2 separate regions of the Gasterosteus aculeatus genome follow, and region 2 is linked to region 1. Evidence: chromatin contacts called from public Hi-C data. All regions are on one chromosome and are shown on one strand. Each heading gives the region's core, a stretch centred on a gene start, on an enhancer-like site or on the middle of the called end of the contact. The rest is flanking DNA. Distances are from core to core; before and after follow the strand shown. Region 1 holds the start of prdm9 (PR domain containing 9). Region 2 has its middle 30 kb from the start of pmp22b.

Region 1 (2,700 bases), core at 164-2,663:
GTAACCACATTGAGATCCATTAAGAGAGGCCAAAGAAACTCAACCTCACCTCCCAGGAGAATTCGCTTGCGGCGGCGTTTTCTCTCGTGCTCTCCTCCCCCTCGTACGGTCCGAAATGCATTCCTGGGGACACTGTCTGCCCGTGATTAATGACCCCGACGCCGGCGTTGGGAATACTCGATCTGCCTACCATCAGGCCGTAGGGGAGCGTGAGGAGGGCCCTCTGTGGGAGACCCGGGCTTGTTGGAAAGTCCAGAATGAACGACGGGCCGTTGACGTTAGCGGAATCACTCTGGTCCTGGAAGAGAGTGAGACACTCCTCGCAATCTGGAAGGGCAAAAGGACACGGCCATTTGGATTTAAGGAAACTTAAAAGGGGGGGGGGGGGTGCAGATTTAAGCAGAGGAGGAGTGTCTCTTTCTTACAAAAGCCACCATCAGACTCTGGGTTATCTCCGTGTCCCACAGTGTCCAGTAACTTCTGGATTGGAGTTTCTGCCGGCTCCAAAACCGGCACCACTACGGAAATAGAAGACGAACAACAGGCAATAATTAAGCACACATATAATAAAAACCAAGTCACGTCACGAGTTTAGTTGTCAACCAACCTGGAGGGGTGTTGTGTTCCGGGGTCAGGCACTCCTCGGTTATAACCACCTCCACCCACTCCACGTCGATGCTCCTGTCCGACATGAGTGCAGATTCTGCGGCGAGTTGATGGGAACTGTGACTCTGGAAGACAGAGGCTCACACGGATTCATACTAAACGCTAGCAGCCACAAGTAGCTTAGCAGGCTCACGTTAGCATGCTAGCCTAGCGTAGGAGGCTAGCATTACTAGCAGGCGGCGGCGGCTGATTGAGCTGGCTAGCTTTATAATTCACACATATTGGGAGGACACGCGTCCAGTTAGGGTTATCTGGGATGAGTGGTGTCAAATTATAACGAATACAGGAATAGTAGCATGGCTAGCCAAGTGACAGTAGCTGCTATGTGGCTATCAGACTAGCATCCTTCCAAATGTATAACTACTTTAAACTCTATTTTTCTACTAGCTCGAATGCCATCGTCTATATACCTGCGACTGATTTGCTAACTAACTGCCATTGAAAACGGTTTTAGCTGTTAACTAACCGATGGTATCCAACTAACGTTAGACACCAAATACTAAACTATCCTAGAACGACGCAGTTAACCCGGAAGCAAATTAATTATACTTTCAGAGTAAATGTGTACTTCCGTTCTTTTTCCAAATAAAGTAGCATAGCTTAGTGAAATTACTCCGTTGACTTGTATCTTCTGTAGCATGCGATTTAAGTGTTTCTCCAAACTGCAAAATGTAAGAATTGTCATCCCCGTTGCAATTAGCTGACAGTGCGAATGCTGGCATTAGACTATTTAGAGACTGCGGTCTCCACACATTCCATGGGCGCCGCTGGTGTAGTGGTATCATGCAAGATTCCCATTCTTGCGACCCGGGTTCGATTCCCGGGCGGCGCACCACTTTTGCTTCCAAAAATGCACGTATCTTCTACACACTTTTGCTGGGTATGTTACCAAAATATACATTGCGGTATTATTTATGACGACTTACATACGTATTCACTTTATTATTAGAACATATTCTACTTTACCGTATTTAATTTCAATCTAATTATTGTATTGTGATACTATACCCTAGACTTTGTTATAATATATACATATATTACATATATTTAAGATATACAGGCTTGCTGCTATTATTCCTACAACTTTTTCAAATTAGTCTTTTATTGATCTTGTATAGTTTCAATAAACTTTTTCTTATTCTACATTTGAAATATTTTTGGTGTGTAACATATTATTGCAAAGTCTATCGGGAAGCTTTCACTAACAATTCAGAGGTGAAATGCTCATCTATGAAGTAATTAAATTAAACTGTTTGTTCAATCACACTTTTCCATATTATTCTGTTTTAATTTATTTTGGGTAATTGTATGCTATCTTTCAGTGAGCCATATTTTGTGATTATATAGATAAGGTTTATTTGAACGTATTAATGTATTTTTTATTAACAGTACAGATTCGCATTGATGTTGCTTTTTATCCAAGAGGTCTGTTACATTTATCCACTTTTTATAATTAGTAGAATTATCTACATGTTTCAATGCTTTAAAACTGTAACGCAAACTTTTGTATGCGCGTGCGTATAAGGGAGCTGAACTTAATCCTTCACACTACCACTGTGGGCAAGGCAGGATTTCCATTTCAAGCCCCCCATTAATGTTCAGTCTCCGTGGATGGGTCAACATTGTACAGCAGCTGTGACCGAGGCCTCGTCAAACTTTGGGACATGGAGAAAACAGTGGCTTAGTGTGACAAGAGGACGTGGAGAACAATATTTTCACATGTAACCTTTTTTAGCAAACAGCATGCCATGTGCGATTGGGTCATTTCTTTGCCCTCCTCTCCGGAAGGGAATCGAGGCTGCTGACTTTTTGTGAACCAAACTCTGACGCCGATGAGTGCCTTATGACATTCAACCCCCCCCCCCCAAAGAAGCGGGACCCTCTGGGGGCAGATACGCTGATCAAATCAAAGATTCCCACCTTGCAAAAAACCCCACAATTTTCACAAAACGTCCATCCTTTCTCTCAATTGTCTTCCAAATTCACAAAATGTAGGATTTTCTATTTGTAAATGTGTTCATTTGCTTGTGAACA
Region 2 (2,700 bases), core at 14-2,513, 230 kb after region 1:
CCCCCAAAGCTTGACTCTTTGTCACATGCTCATACCGTATGCACACAGTAGAATAAAGGGATGCTCTGAATGGGATCTCCCATTCTTCATGAGGTAATGACTTGACGCTCATAACGATTGGATGTATTTGTGGAAATCGATGGCGTGGGTAATTGGACAAAGAGAAGAAATAGCAGCTTGAAAATAGCAAAAAAATTGGTTCGTGCATTGTGAATGGCAAGAGATGACCTCCCACAAAATGACCTCTATCTGGAAACCTGCTCTGATTTCATCAATAAAACTGTGTTGGGACGTCATAGAAAACACACCCAGGTGCTTATGTTTGTTTTTTTGTGCCGGCGTGCGTGTTGAGCATTGTGGGCGGATGTAGCAGATCCTTTGTAGCTCTGTAGCTCTCTGTGTCACTGGGGCCGGGACCCTGGTCTCAATGGGGGGGGGGGGGGGGGTCTTCTCAGGATTGGGAGGTGCAGAGGCGAGTTTCATGTCTGCTCTCTGTCCGTCCCGTTACTGCTATGAAATAATCCCCTCGTTTGTGGCGAGGGGGGGTGCAACCGAAATTTCTTTTGTTGAACACAGCCTTTACCACATCAACCTTCTGACACCCTCTGTGTTAACATCTGTGTGTGTGTCTCTTGAGCATGTGAAAGTGAGTTTTTAAAGCGAAGACATTTTTGAGAAATGCAAGCCTGCGTATTAAAGTAGTTTTTTCGGTGCAGGGGACATGGAATGAAATAGCTTGTCGATCAAAAATACGTTTTTGATCCAAAATTCCGAATGCGACGATGAAAGGTTCTTGGAGTAAGGTTCAATGTAGATGATCTAACTTTTCCTTACAGGACCGTGATCCAGTTGGATCGCATGGTGGGTATAAATAATTGTCGTCATCTTTGTCCAAAGTCCAGCATTTCAAAGTGAATCAAGGATTAAATCATGAACTTTAAAGGAATAGCTTTGGAGTTATCGTTGTACTTACTAAGATTGATTCCACTCTCATCTGTCTGTTAAACATACAGTTTATAGAAACAATTGGCTTAAAACCGGCTCGCCATGCTCTGTAAAAGCATATGTTGGTGAACTGGTCACGTCTATCCAATGCTGTATATAGTTAGAAGGTTGCATTTACCCTTCTGATTTATTCAGAACACACCTTTACAAGAAGCATGTATGAATAAAACGGTGTGTGTGTGTGTGTGTGCGTGCACACGAGTGGGCTGAGTGGGAGTGTGTTTATCTAACTTGGCCTGTGATGTCAGCGCTGTCTGGCAACAGGCTGATTAATGTCTGAATGTTTTCCAGCTATTTAGCCTGCGCACACACACACACACACACACACACACACACACACACAGAACCACACACACACATCACATGTAGGGAAAAGGATGGAAAGAAGGATGATAAAAACTACGGAGGTAAAGATGATGAATTGAGAAAATGATCAAAGCGCCGATTGAGGCGTAATGCAAGAAAGCAAAGGAGGATGTGGGCAAGCATCCGCGTCGATTATTATAACAATCACCCCGACTTCCTCGGACTGGATAACTAATCGAGTTTCCAAAGTATCGTTCATAGTGGGCCTGTGCGAAGTCTTTAGCTGGAGAGCAGAGCGGCGCCGGCAACGTGGCGGCTTCTAACGGGACCACGTGACTCGTGCTCGCGGGATCCCTCAGCAGTCCTTCTGCGGATTCTGCGGGCCGCGCTCTCTGTCATTGTCCTGCTGAGGTTTTCTCTCTTCTCTCTCACAGGCCGTGTTCTTTACATCAACACCCCCAGTGGTTACTTCCCTCACCCCCTGGGCCCGGCCCCCGCTGAGAGGCTCACCATCGACGCCGTCAGAGGACCTGAAAGGTGCCCAGCGACCGCCGAGCAGACCAGACGACGCTCGCTAAAGGTCTCGTCGTTGCTCCTGGGGAGGAACGGAGAAGAGCAAAATGCATCATTACGTGTAAGTGGTGCGAGCGGTTGAGGATGCAGGAGGGAGCAGGACTGGGGTTGGTGTGATGGAGGAGGAGGAGGAGGAGGAGGAGGAGGAGGAGGAGGAGGAGGAGGAGGAGGAGGAGGAGGAGGAGGAGGAGGAGGAGGAGGAGGAGGAGGAGGAGGAGGAGGAGGAGGAGGAGGAGGAGGAGGAGGAGGAGGAGGAGGAGGAGGAGGAGGAGGAGGAGGAGGAGGAGGAGGAGGAGGAGGAGGAGGAGGAGGAGGAGGAGGAGGAGGAGGAGGAGGAGGAGGAGGAGGAGGAGGAGGAGGAGGAGGAGGAGGAGGATGATAAAGGGGGGGGGGGGATTTGTTCTGCGATTAGTCAGCAGTCCGCTCTCAACTCTTCCGGTGTAGTCTGGAGTCAATTAGCGGAGCTATTATCAAGCCCGGTTCATCCGCCCAGCTGAGCAGACAGCCGCTCTAATCCCGCCGCGCTCTGACGTAGTCTGCAGATCTGATCAATCTGATTTGTTAAAATAACCGATGCACCCAGCCTTCATCAAATAAGTGTATCACAGATTAAAGCCTTTTAAGGGGAATGGTGGCAGAACGAGCCGTGGCTTTCATCCCATGGAAACGTCTCTTTCCGCATGGAGGGTGGTGTTGTTTTAAAGTGGGGGCGGAATAAACAAAGACACCATTAAGGAAGGCTCTGTCTTGTTCCTTCTTTTCTGTCCATGTCCCATTTTTTTCTCGGCTGCCATACTAGGAAGCGTCCCGTTTTGT

The links. Hi-C and Micro-C count contacts between places; a contact is called where the count stands out from the background.
Region 2: a Hi-C map of skeletal muscle shows a contact between it and region 1, with 9 times the contacts expected there. The contact joins the enhancer-like site here to the promoter of prdm9 in region 1. A contact is called at or near these places in 5 of 6 Hi-C or Micro-C datasets (liver, skeletal muscle, tail fin and 1 more).

What each region holds. Positions count from the first base shown.
Region 1 is chr5:9,226,597-9,229,296 of fGasAcu3.hap1.1, forward strand. It overlaps prdm9 (PR domain containing 9), which reads right to left and starts at 1,414. Exons shown (of 6, transcript XM_040177491.2): 1 at 608-1,414; 2 at 426-518; 3 at 50-327. The coding sequence starts at 692. trnag-ccc (transfer RNA glycine (anticodon CCC)) reads left to right here and starts at 1,428; the gene lies at 1,428-1,498.
Region 2 is chr5:9,455,533-9,458,232 of fGasAcu3.hap1.1, forward strand. No RefSeq gene overlaps it. Among protein-coding and RNA genes, the nearest start is that of pmp22b, 30 kb to the right of the region's middle. Within about 2 kb of position 1,264, at least 2 of the 9 cell types and tissues checked have open chromatin away from gene starts, as enhancers often do. A contact at or near this core is called in liver, where this site is marked.